2 separate regions of the Mus musculus genome follow, and region 1 is linked to region 2. The links are chromatin contacts, called in public promoter capture Hi-C maps. All regions are on one chromosome and are shown on one strand. The core of a region is the stretch at or near the end of the contact, and the rest is flanking DNA. Distances in the headings are between cores, read along the strand shown.

Evidence for each region. Promoter capture Hi-C pulls out the DNA fragments that hold promoters and counts their contacts.
Region 1: a promoter capture Hi-C map of pre-B cells shows a contact between it and region 2. The contact joins the promoter of 4930524J08Rik here to the promoter of Cnot6l in region 2. A contact is called at or near these places in 1 of 39 promoter capture datasets (pre-B cells) and 1 of 484 Hi-C or Micro-C datasets (CD4 T cells).

What each region holds. Positions count from the first base shown.
Region 1 is chr5:99,977,467-99,984,136 of GRCm38.p6, reverse strand. 4930524J08Rik reads right to left here and starts at 5,202. Exons shown (of 2, transcript XM_030254981.1): 1 at 5,185-5,202; 2 at 4,471-5,100. The coding sequence starts at 5,202. The coding sequence ends at 4,585. Hnrnpd (heterogeneous nuclear ribonucleoprotein D) reads left to right here and starts at 5,199. Exons shown (of 9, transcript NM_001077265.2): 1 at 5,199-5,745. The coding sequence starts at 5,513.
Region 2 is chr5:96,156,999-96,163,515 of GRCm38.p6, reverse strand. It overlaps Cnot6l (CCR4-NOT transcription complex, subunit 6-like), which reads left to right and starts at 1,526. Exons shown (of 12, transcript NM_144910.2): 1 at 1,526-1,579. Gm52799 reads right to left here and starts at 1,721. Exons shown (of 2, transcript XM_030254979.1): 1 at 1,625-1,721; 2 at 1-1,377. The coding sequence starts at 1,721. The coding sequence ends at 761.

The DNA of each region.
Region 1 (6,670 bases), core at 3,953-6,452, 3.8 Mb before region 2:
GAACTAAACCCCAGACTTGTACAAGAGCAGTGTGTGTGAATTGATGAGCCATCGTTCAGCCCCCACGACATCTTATTTTCTTGTCGCTATATGAAATTACAACATCGACTTATTATTTGTCCTGCCCACTGGGATGTAAGCTCCATGTGACTAGAGACTGTTTCATACATGTATATTCCCGACACCAGAAACTTAATCATGCCTCGTCTTGCATGTCTGATGCAAGGAAATCTAAGTAGAAACTACTTCCGCATTGAAGAAACTTTTACTTCCTTGTTTTGTTTTGTTTTGTTTTGTGTTTTAGGCAAGCTATCACTCTGAAACTCAGGCTGACCTCAAAATCAAGGCTATCCTCCTGCTGCAGCCTCTCCGTGCTAGGACTGTGCAACCCATATGCAACTTCTAAGAAAAATGGATTGAGAGGCATTTTGAAAGTAGGAGTTGTTAATTGAGTGGATGGGCGGGGTGAAATTAAAATGACTATCTGGTTTTTGGCAGGGTTGCAGGAGGGGGTGGAGATGTCAGGAAGATGGAGGAAGTAGATTTGTGGGAAAAAGTATAGTTTCAGACATTTGAAACTCAGGACGTCTCTGGTTTTCAAAGTGGAGGTATCACATAGATCGTTGGGTGTGCCACTTTGCAGTATCATGACTAAATTTTCTTATTGTTTGATTTTTTTGTTTTTTGTTTTTGATTTTCGAGACAGGGTTTCTCTGTATAGCCCTGGCTGTCCTGGAACTCACTCTGTAGACCAGGCTGGCCTCGAATGCAGAAATCGCAGAAATCCGCCTGCCTCTGTCTCCCAGGTGCTGGGATTAAAGGTGTGGGCCACCACATCATTTTTGAGTGGTAATTTTTCAATTGTGTTGAAAGGCACCCATTTGATATTTCAGTTAAACAGGTAGAACTAATTATTGTAGCAGATTTCATTACTAAAATAAAACCTCACTGTTAATAGTTGATGAACCTCTATATTTTTTAATAGAATCTGAACTTATTGATTACTGAGACTGATATGAAGGTTTATTGCCGGAGAAATGGGTAACTTCACCTAGTATCATAAAACTAAAAACAAGACGGGCAGTGGTGGCGCACGCCTGTAATCCCAGCACTTGGGAGGCAGACAGATTTCTGAGTTCGAAGCCAGCCTGGTCTACAGAGTTCCAGGACAGCCAGGGCTGCACAGAGAAACCCTGTCTTGAAAAAACAAACAAAACAAAACTAAAACTAAAAAAAATTTTTTTTTGTTTTGAGGTTATAAAACAATTGTATCATTTCCACTTTTCTTTTCCTCACTTCAAACCCTACCACATAGCCCCTCCACTGCTCTTTTAAATTCATGGTCTCTTTTTAATTGTTACATATATGTGTATCTATCTATCTATCTATCTATCTATCTATCTATCTATCTATCTATCTATCTATCTATCTACCTACCTACCTATCAATCTATCTATCTATCCATCCATCTATCTATCTATCTGTGTGTGTATATGTTTGTGTGTATTCCTAAATATATAAATACAACCTGCTCAGTCTGTATAATGTAACCTGAATGTGTATGTTTTCAGGGCTGACCATTTGGTATTGGGTAACCAATTGGTGTGTGCTTCCCTGAGGGAGACTATTTCTTCTGATGTCAGCATTCACTGTCACCTGTACTTTTATTTTATGCAGATGTGTTTTTTTTTTTTTGACTGCATGCATGCCTATGCACCACCTGTGTGCCTGATACCAGAAAAGGCTAAACAGGGTGTCAGGTCCCCTGAGACTAGAGTTACAGAAGGCTGTGAACCGTCTTGTAGATGATAGGAACTGAAGCCAGATCCTCTGCAAGAACAGCATGTGCTCTTAAGCGCTGAGCCATCTTTCTAGCAACAAAAACAAAACCAACTCTTAACAAAATGCTTTAATCCTGCTGAGGATGTTCTTCAGGCAAATAAAGGGCCCATCCTGGTCACATGCTAGTTAACGTGATTGAAGGCTGTGAGCTTGTGTGCTTTGTGTAGCAATGTGTTCTTCTTGTTGTTTCTTCTTGGTCCTGTTATTTGATGTTTGAGTAAACCATCCACACCACCTGTAGATTGGATCTAGAAGGTTAAAGCCATTTCCTTATCTCTGGGCCACCTTGTCCTGGAGAGAGTGACTCCAGTCAAAGTATCAAATCCATGCTGATTTTTGGTAGTGCTGTGGGTTGACTCTAGGGCCTCCAGCATGCTAAGCACTGGATTAGAACTGTTCTTACTAGGGCCTCACGTAGCAGCATCCCAGCATGGCCTGAAACAAACTCAGAAGCCTCTGTGGGGAAGGAAGCTTTGATGGCCTGGACACTGAGGGGTGATATTGCTTCCTTCCCAGTGGTTTGGGAAAGTCAAGTGTAGCTTCCCCAACCACTTCTTATGTGTGGAATAAAGCTTAGAAAATACCTTTTCTTTCTTTCCTCTTTAAGAAAGTTCATACATCAAGAAATCTCTGGGTATATTTATGCCAGTGATAAAGTGAGAGAAAGAGGAGAGCCATTTGAATTCTCTAGGCGAAAAAAGTCTGAAAGATTTTGATCATTTAAAAAAAATCAGCCGGGCGTGGTGGCGCACGCCTTTAATCCCAGCACTCGGGAGGCAGAGGCAGGCGGATTTCTGAGTTCGAGGCCAGCCTGGTCTACAGAGTGAGCTCCAGGACAGCCAGGGCTATACAGAGAAACCCTGTCTCGAAACAAACAAACAAACAAACAAACAAAACAAAAAACAAAAATCAATGAGCAATTATTGGGTCAATACAGTCTCTTACATAATTTCTACCTTTATATAATATCTGTTTTTATATAGGTGTGAAAATATAACTAGGGTATAGAGGAATGTTATTTTTGTTCTTCAAAAACTAATGGTGTCTAGATGGCTGTAATTAAGAAGAGCAGAGATAAAGAAGGATAATGGGCTATGCAAAGTGGTGATTAATTCACCCTGAGGGGTCTGTGAAATGCCACAGATACAATGACATTGACTGGGATGCTGGCAGCCGGATAGCTCACCAGGCCAATAAGGTTGAAATCACACAGTTGAGAAAGAAGTTCAGGTTGGAGGAAATGACACAAGGTGTAGAATTTAAGGCCCTAGGCTAAAAATGGTGGCTCAACCCTATAATCTCAGCATTCCTGAGGCTGAAGCAGGAATACTGCCCAGAGTGTGAGGCCACCTTAGGCTATACAGTGATCTCCAGGCCAGCCTGGGTTACAGACCCTGTCTCAAAAAAGAAAACAAAACAAGGCACGTAGGCCTTAGTGTGAGGAACTCTTGAGTAACACTCAAATTCCAGAAGCGACAGGGCTGCCTGTGAATTAAAGTAAACTTTTTTCGGTAAAATGATGTCTTAGTTACTGTTCTACTGTTGTGAGGACCAATGCAATGTGTAAGAGAAAAGCATTTGGTTGGGGGCTTGCTTCTAATTTGAGAGGGGTAGTCCAGTGTCAGCATGGTGGGAAGCAGGCAGGGTAGGCAATGACCTGTGGGCTGAGAGCTTTCCATCCTGATCCACAGGCAGCAGGCAGAAAGGCCTGGTATGGCCTTTGAAACCTCAAAGCAAATTCCATGAATACCATCTCCCAACACAGCCATGCCTCCTAATCCTTCCCAAACAGTTCCATGGCATGGTGACTAAAACATTCAAACATAGGAGCCTTTGGGACCAATCTCTAAACCACTACAACCAGTTTTTCTAAAAGGCTCATCATTTAAATCCATAGGATAAATAAAAACCTCGGGTTCATCCAAGTTGTTGCCAACCTGCAATATTTGACTTGAGTCATCTTATTTGGTCAGTATTTTTGGATGGTAAAGAAAAACGTGGAATCACTTCTTTTTCGCCAATCATCTTGGTGGTTGCCTGTCTGTGATTTGCTCAATGTTGAAGACATTTCCACTATTTGATGCATATTCTTTCATTTTATGGATTCTGTAACAAACTGTAGTGATAAATCTTGTTTTAATCGTTGGGATTTTCAGATTATGTACAGTTACTGTAAATTGACTTAAAGTACACCATGGGAAGCATTTATTTAAAATTTTTTTATGTGTTTTGCTAAGGGGTAATGCCAGGTTGGCCTCAACAGTCCTTCCTCCCTTCTCTGGGATCACAGTTCTGGGATTACAGCGTGTACCTAATTAGCTGGGCTGAAGTCCTGTCCCTGTATGCTGTCTTTTGTAAACTTCTCCAAACCCTGTTTGGAAACTGGATACTTACTAAGCAGTCGAGTGGTTGACGACAAAAAAAACCAAACCAAACCAAACCAAACCAAACCAGAAATTCCATTTTCTTCTAAGTCTTGCAGGAAGCTTCAAAGTCTAACTCCTGAGTAGGAATTCCAATAGGTTTCTTAGCGATTAATTTTAAAATCGTGAATCACACGCCTAACGGCGTTTCATTTTTTTCTTTTTATAAAATCGCCACCTCAACACCACAAACCCAGAAACCTCGTAAAGATGATTCATGACATTTATATATCCTGTTTAATACAAGGACTGTAACTCGTAAAAAAAAAGGAGCCCTGGAGTCGACCTTAATACATACACTTCCCAATCCATAGTGACTTCAAAGAATCGTGGCCGGCGTTAGGCTCTTGTAATAACGGAGGCAAAGCTTAAGACTAGGGAAGCAACTCTGAGAAGAGGCAGCCTCGACCATCAAAGCCGCCTTTGGACAGCGCCGCGGCGGAGCCTCAATGTCACCCGGCGCAGGGACGGCGGAGCACTGCACAGGCGCGGCCCGCTGCCCCACGCAGGTCCCGGGGCCCACAGCCGTGGCTCCCTGAGGGCAGCCTCCACGAAGTCTCCGCTGGGGATGGACGAACCACACCCCTCCAGGTCGGCCGCGCCTGCCAACCAAAGCCGAGGAGCGGCCGGTGACTCCAGGAATCCGCGGAAGGGCGGGGCCAAGGGACGGGGGCGGGGGAGGCCTCTCTAGCCGCGCCCTCGAACCAGCGCTCCTTGTTCTCGATGGTACCCGCGCGCCCCTCTTGCGCACGCCACTTCCGGTCCTCTTTAAAGGCCCGCGCCGCGCGACCGCGGGGCGTGAGAGCCAGTCGGAAAGGGACGGGGAGGGCGGGGCCTGCGCGGGGGGCGGGGCCTAGCGGTGGACGGGGGCGGGGGAGGCGCAAAGGGCGCGCTCCGGAGCCACGTGACCGGGACGCGCCGTTCTTCCGTCGGCCATTTTAGGTGGTCCGCGGCGGCGCCATTAAAGCGAGGAGGAGGCGAGAGTGGCCGCCGCTGCTACTTCATTCTTTTTTTTTTCAGTGCAGCCGGGGAGAGCGAGAGAGCGCGCTGCGCGAGAGTGGGAGGCGAGGGGGGCAGGCCGGGGAGAGGCGCAGGAGCCCTTGCAGCCACGCGCGCGCCTTGTCTAGGGTGCCTCGCGAGGTAGAGCGGGCATCGCGCGGCGGCGGCGGGGATTACTTTGCTGCTAGTTTCGGTTCGCGGCGGCGGCGGCGTCGGCGGGTGTCGTCTTCGGCGGCGGCAGTAGCACTATGTCGGAGGAGCAGTTCGGAGGGGACGGGGCGGCGGCGGCGGCAACGGCGGCGGTAGGCGGCTCGGCGGGCGAGCAGGAGGGAGCCATGGTGGCGGCGGCGGCGCAGGGGCCGGCGGCGGCGGCGGGAAGCGGGAGCGGCGGCGGCGGCTCTGCGGCCGGAGGCACCGAAGGAGGCAGCGCCGAGGCAGAGGGAGCCAAGATCGACGCCAGTAAGAACGAGGAGGATGAAGGGTGAGTAAGGGGCGGCCCCGGGCAGCCGCTCGCCAGGCCCCCTCCCCCTCCCCGCCATTAGGCCTCGCTCCCGCGACCGCCCGCCCGCCCGCAGGCCCCAGTGCAGTCGCCCCCTCGGCCGCCCCTCTTGTACCTCGGGCTCCCCCCCGGGCCTGCATCTCCTTCCCTGCCTGCTCGCCCCCTCCCCCATCACACACGTTTCCACCTTTAGCCGTCACCATGCTACTCCGCGGCCCGCCCTCTTTCCTCCCTCGCCGCGGGTCTCCTCCCACCGATGTGGCCGCCAGGATTTTTTCCCGCCTGTCGGAGCTTACCCTCCCACCCCACCCCCACGTCTCCCGGATTTCTAACCTCTTAGGCTTAAAAATGCAAACGCACAGAAAAGCTTTTTACCAGGGTTGCCAAGGTTGGTCGGGCGCTTCGCCCTCGCCCCCGAGACGGTGCGATTATTGACACGCTCTTGCTTTGGGAAAGCTGTAGGCTGTCCACCTCTCTTTTCTCCCGCGTCGGCCGCAGGCCATTGCTTTTAAATAGTTTTCGTCTTAGGATTCGTTCGTTCTGTCCACTTTACGCTGTCACCACGACACGCTCCTACAGGCCCTGCGTTTGTGCTGTAGACAGACCGGGCCTGCCAAAGTCCCTGGTCTGCTGGCGCGTTGGTGTGGCTCCGCGGGCTCCATTTAAGTCCTTCCTGGTCGATGGGGCCTGTACTTGACTGGGGCTCTTCCACCTCCCGCCTGCGGTTGCCCTTCCCCCATTCTGCCAAGTTATTCTCTCTATGCACCCTTTTCGCGCCCTCAGATTCTGGGTTGCCTATTTGTACAGATTGTAGTCTTTCCTTATTTAGTCTGTGCAACTACATTTTTTACATCTCTCTCCCGCCTTTTCAGTGCCCAGGAGCCTGTTTTGGTTTCTTCTCAGTCTC
Region 2 (6,517 bases), core at 277-2,776:
CTCCATAAATAATTTGCATTTATAATTGCACCCCCTTCTTCTCTCAAAAGATAAAGGCTTTAAACATTCAATAACAAGGCCTGAGAAAAAGGCAACCAACACGGTGCCTTAAGAGTGCTGAAAACAACATATATTTGAGAATAAAACATATTGAATCGACTCTGGACCGGCGTCGGTAAATACCCAGCACAGAGCCATGCGCCGGGAGAGACGGAAAAGTGCAAAATCCAAGGCAGCACTCTGCCTTGCAGAGCACATGCAATTTGCTTCTAGCTTTGTTGGAAGAAGCTTCAGGTGGCACAAGTAAAATCCTCCGGACTTAAAATAGCAAGCTCCATTCACACGGTAACCAATAATATTTCCAGTTTACACTTAAATGTTTTCACTCCGTAACCGCCGCAAACTGCCAAATACAATTTTATCGCGAGAGAGGATTAAAAATAGGACGGGGTTATCGCAGAGCGTCATAGGCTTTTAAACCCACCTCCCGCCATGCAATTTACACATGCTGTTTTTAAAAAGAAGAAGAAGAAGTCAAGAAACCCACTGAGGACGTCAGAAAACATTTCCTTGGGTCGTTCCACCTCACCTGAGGTCTCCTTAATTAACCACCCAGAATGCCCTGAGCTCTGCTGTGGGCCTGCGTGGGCCAGCGTCAGGAAACAGTGCAAGCACCCGCGTGTCCCTTCCCCATCCCCAGCATCAGCACCTAGGTTCTGCTAATCGTACGAGTCTTCTCGGCTTCTACCCTCCACTCAATCTAATAAAGCAGTTTTTTTTTTTTTCCCAAAACACCAGCGAGGGCGACGGTAAGAAGCGAGCCAGGCGCTTGGCCGTCCCGCGCGCACGCGCAACTCCCGAAGCGCGGCGCGCCGGGGCCCCGCCCCCTTCCCCTCACCCCACCCCTCGGCGCCGGGGAGTGACTGACTCCCGCCAGCCCCTCCACGTCAATCAACTCTCCTCCTCCTCCTCCTCGCACTCTCTGCACCTTGTTATTAATCTCTAAAGCGATAGCGCCTGGACTTCTCTCCCCGGCCCTCGGGGTTGTGAGCGTGTGTGAATTAGAGCGAAGGCATCGAAAGCTCGCGTCTCTCTCTCTCTCTTCTCCCTCTCTTTTTCTCTCTCCTCGGCCCCGGCCTCGGCAGCGACCCGGCTCGGCATCGACCCCCGCGGCGGCGGCAGCCTCAGCGCCAGGAGGCCAAGGCCAAGGGCGGGCTCCGCGAGGCTTTCGCAGCGGCGTCTCCGGCGACCGCGGGCCCTCTCCTACGCGCCCCGGTCGCCCCGGTCCTGCGCGGCGCGGCCCGCGTCCCCCCTCCCCGCCCCCCGATCCGTCTGCTCTGCGCTCCCTTCGGCCGCCCTCCGCCGCCTCGGTGGTTCCTCAGGCGGCCCGGCCCGGCCCGCCCGCCCCGCGTCCCCTCCGGCCGGTGCCTCTCCCCCCGGCGGGCTGCCTGCATGTCTTTACTGCCCTCAGCCCCGCCGCCACCGCCGCCGCCGCCTCCCCCGCCGCCGCAGCCCCAGCAGCAGCCGCCCCGCCGCCGCCGCCGTCGCCGCCGTCCGGACCCTGGCGCGCTGAATGCAGGTGAGGAGGGGGCGCGGGCCTCGACTCCCGGCCCTGCGCGCTCGCCTTCCGGGGCCCGGCCTCCCGCCGCCGCCGCGGCCCCTCGGGGTGAGCGGGCGGGCGTGGGTGTTTGTGTTTGCGTCTGAGGTCTGGAGGGGAGCATCTGTGGGGCCCTGGTGCGCGCGCGCGTGTTTGTGTGTGTGTGTTTCCCCAGCCGCGGGGAAATGGCTGCTGGTGCTCGTTCAGGGCCCGCGGAGGAGAATGAGGTAGAGTGTTTCCGTGCCTCGGAGTCGGACCGGGAGTGGAGCGAGGGGGAGCGCGTCTCCCCGGGGAAGTGAGGTGGGCGAGGGACGAACGTGTGTGGGTGTGTGAGTTGGGACTTTGGCGGGCGGGAGGCGGCCCCGCGGCGAGTGGGTGTGCGTGTGTGTCGCGTGTGTGTGTGTCTGCGTGTGTGTGTGTCGGGCGGCGGGAGCCGGCCCGCGTCGCCTCAGGGGGCGCGGGTTCCAGGCCGTGTGCGTGTGGGGAGGGGGACGGAGTCGGGGACCCCAGAGCGTCGAGGTCCTTCCGCTTCGAGGCCGGGGCTCAGAGCCTCACAGGTGAGAACGGCTCGGCGGGAACCCACGCCGTGGACGCGGGAGGCAGTGCGGCCCCCACGGCGGCGGGCGGCGGGCAGCGGGGGCTCGGGCCGCGGTTCCCGAGGCCGGGGCCGCGGCAGGAAGCGCGCCGGCCTGCAGCGCGGCCTAACCGTCTTCGCGCCCGGTGGCCTCCCCAGACGCTCCTGGGACTCCGTCCTCGCGCGGGCCCCGGGCGCTGCCCCGGGCCTGGCCAGGTGAGGGTCGGGGGCGGGACACGCGGATCGTGGTCGCCTGTGCCGCCTCCGCGTCTCCCAAGGGGAGAGGAAGGCATATTTTGGCGTTCTAACTGCAGGCCTTCCCAGGCTGGCGTGGGGAACCCGAGGGAAAGTGAATCAAAACAGGAAATCTCGGAATTCGTGGGGTTCGGATCTCCTCTTTCCGTCCGTCCTTTAAGGCTGTGCGAGCAGAGGCTTGAGTAAATACGTTCTTTGTTGTTGCAGTTGTTGCAGCGGATACTTTATCGTTGGTTAGATTTTTCACTTCCCTGGAAATCACTCTGGAAAGGCAGAGAGGAAGAAAGGGAAACTGGCCTTGTTGGCCTGTGGTGTTGGTGGGATTGGATCAATTTTGTGAATTTGAAATGGCTTATATCCTGCCTCCTAGAGGGAAAGGCGTGGACACAGAACTGAGGAGGTCAGTGAGGAAGAGGAAGTTCCCGGAGCTGTCATCTTAACCCTACCGGCGGCTTATTTAGCTTAGACTGTTTAGGCGGATTGTGTTCAGGAGTTTAGCTGAGCTGTTTGTACACAGTGAAGGCACGCTACAGCAGTTTTAGATGCTATCTTACTGATTCTCGTTATCTTAATTCTCCATGGAGATAGTCATGTGCAACCAAACGTGTTTTTCCTTAAGTCTCCCAAACCTAGATCATCAGCCTCTATGGTCAATTTATTGTGTGCTCCTGGAAAGCTATCTCAAAACAAAAAGCGGAAATAAAGGTAAATCTGCCACTGAGTGAATAGGGCATTTCAGAACTGTATGTAAACGGTATTTTAGTTGCCGACTAACCTCACTTTTTATATTTGGGTCTAGTTAGACCACACAGCTAGACCTTGACTGTGGGTGGAGTCACACAATACTGTATCATTTGAAGCTTTTAGGTCGTGGTCACTGTAATGACCAGAGATTGCTCTTTTCTGAACCTAGGCTCACAGAGAAACAGTATGTTCTTCAATGGGAGGGTGGGGGTGGGGAGAGGAGAAGTAAAAAGCTGTTTCTATCAACATTACTCGAGGAACAGCCGAAGTGTGGAGTTTAATAGGAAAAGGGTCTTAACTTTTACAGACTAGTTAGAACCATGGCCATGTCATTAATACTTATTGTCATGTTCTCTTGATGTCTAGGATTTGTGTATCTGTTTTCTTGTATCAGGAAGATGATACTCTTTCAGTAAGGTTGTGAGAGGCCATTGAGAAAACATGTTTGGCATATAGTAGATGCGATCTTTTACTACTGCCTGCTACTGCTCTGATTATAAGTATCGAAAAGTTTTTAAGTACAAATACTCATTAATTACCTGTAGCAATATTGCTTAATTGTGAGTTAGGGGGTCGAGAAAATACAGCTGGGGATGTAGCTTTGTGTACAAATATGTGGGCCCTGGGTTTGGGTCCCAGCAATGAGGAGAAAAAGTATTTCAGAGGCCTTTAATATACATAAAGTCTGTGTAAGCATATGAGATGTCCTTTTTTTTTTTCTAGACGTAAAATTGTCAATGTAGCCTTGCATGTTAGTTTATAGAAAATAGCCAAACTTGCTATATTTATTATTTTTGATTAGTTTTAGTTTCATTACTTTTTAATGAATTTAAAAACATAGTCCCTGGGAGAGGATCCTAAGTTCTGTAAGTTGATTACAATCAAACATCAGAATAGATGAAAGAAGTAGATTTTATATACAGCCACAAACAATAAATGTTACAAAACTGTTACATAATTCTTTTAGTTCAGGTTGACAGATTCTTGTAAATAAAACCTTTGGGAGCATCTTTCTGAGTTTTTCTACCATCCTGTAATAATCTGCTGTTTCTATTTTGTATAGAGTGGGTAGTAAATGTGCTATTTATTGAGTTTTAATTTTTTTAAATTTAAATTTATGTTTTTGGAAAACCATAATGGTGAGGGGTGTAAAGTAAAACCAGTGGAAAGGTTAGAAGAATTATACTTTTTAAAATTAAGTGTTTGTTTTTGAGAGTCTTGTCTTGTAGAGCAGGTTTACCAAAAACTTACAATCCTCTCGCCTTAGCCCCCTTATGGCAATTAGAGGCATTTGCATTTCACTTGGTTCTAATTTAAGAGGTTTGTTTGCTTACTTGCTTGCTTGTTTTATGTTTTAGGGAATGAGGATAAAGACAGTAGTGAGAATGTGTGAATGATTTCATTAAGTCCCTTAAAAATACTAGTTTGGGGGGTTGGAGAGGTAGCTGAGCAATGAAAGGAACATTGTACTCTTTCAGAGGACCAGAGTTGGGTTCCTAGTACCCATGTTGTGCAGCTCACAAGTGACTGACAGCTGTAGGGGATCTCACACCCTCTTCTGGCTTCAGAGGGTACCTACATTCAGTGCACATCAACCACATATAGATATATAAACATATAATACAAAGTAAGAAAATGAATCTTCAAACGCTCAGTTTTCCTAGTTAGATCTTATCTTTGTCTTAATCAATAATCTTAGTATTTTCTAAAATTTGTAAGTTAAAAGTGAGATTTTCTAAAGTTTCAAAATATTCGGTGAAAGTTTTAATATATAAACATCCAGGCTTCGGAGATGGCTCAGCAGGTAAGAGCACTGACTGCTCTTCCGAAGGTTGTGAGTTCAAATTTCAGCAACCACATGGTAGCTCACAACTATTTGTAATGAGATCTGATGCCTTCTTCTGGTGTGTGTGAAGACAGCTACAAGTGTACTTATGTATAATAACAAATAAGTCTTTAAAAAATTATTATAAATATCCACTGAAAAATTTGACACTCGAGAATGCATGTGTGTGCAGGGTCACTGGTTCCACTCTGGCTCCATTAAGGTTCAAGATCTGTATCTGCAGCTTCGTCTGCAACCTTTCCCCTGTGACCAGTTCCCCTTCAGATAATTCGATAAATCTGTACTTTTAATGAAAGAATTGTTAATATATCTAATGGGAGTAGTGCACACACACACACACACACACACGTAGGGACAGCTTTATTAGAAGGCAAATGTACTTTCATTTATCTAACATACAAAGTTTTAGGTATCACTATGGTAGTTTCAAACAAAATTTGTTTTGATTTAACCCCATCTCTCCTACCCTTTAATCCTCTTTGTTTTTATCTTGACCCACTTTATGGTTTCATGTTATATATGTTCTTAGTCGTCCTGTCCCTTTTCCCTCCTCATGATCTCTTTACTTGTTCTTGGTATCCATTCTAGTATTTTAGGCTTTATCCACATTTATTCCCCCTTACATACATACATCTATACAAGCTAGGATCTGCATATAAAGAGAGAATATTGGTTTGTCTTTCTGCATTCGGCCACTTGACTTAATACAATGCTTTTCAGGCCTATCTTTTTTCCTATAGATTTCACTTTTCTTTACAGCTGAGTAAAATTTCACTTTATATATATACTACATTTTCATTATAGGCATCTAGATTGATTCCATTTTCCTTGTTATCATGGCATCTATGCTGATTCCATTTCCCTTGCTATCAGGAATGTAGCACCAATAAGCATGTTTATCACTGTTGTAGGATATAGAGTCTATTGAGTTATAGATTTAGTAGTAATATAGCTGGGTCATGTGATAGTCCTGTTTTTATTTTTTTGAGGTAATTTCTATAACAGCTGTACTAGTTTACAGTCCCACCAGCAGTAAGTAGGGATTCCCCTTTCCCTATATCCTCTTTAGCCTGCTGGCACACGCCTATAATTCCCAGCCCTTGTGAGGCAGAGGCCCTATAGAACATAGTGAATCTCTGTTACAGAAACTAAACCAAACAACCCCTCTCCCTAAACAAACAAACAAACAAACAAAAAACAGCCCCCCACTTCAAGCAAACAAAAAGGTGAAATATTTCGAGAGTTTATTTTTATTATTGTTTTTGTTTGTCTGGTTGTTTGTTTTTTGAGGCAACATTTTTCTGTGTAACAGTCCTGGCTATCCTGGAACTCTCTGTAGACCAGGGTGGTCTTGAGCTCACAGAGCTGTTTGCCTCTGCAGGAAATTATTCTAAGTGTTGACATATCTTGACTTTTATTATTACTATTATTATTATTATTATTATTAATTGGATATTTTCTTTATTTATATTTCAAATATCCCTTTTCCCGATTGATTTCC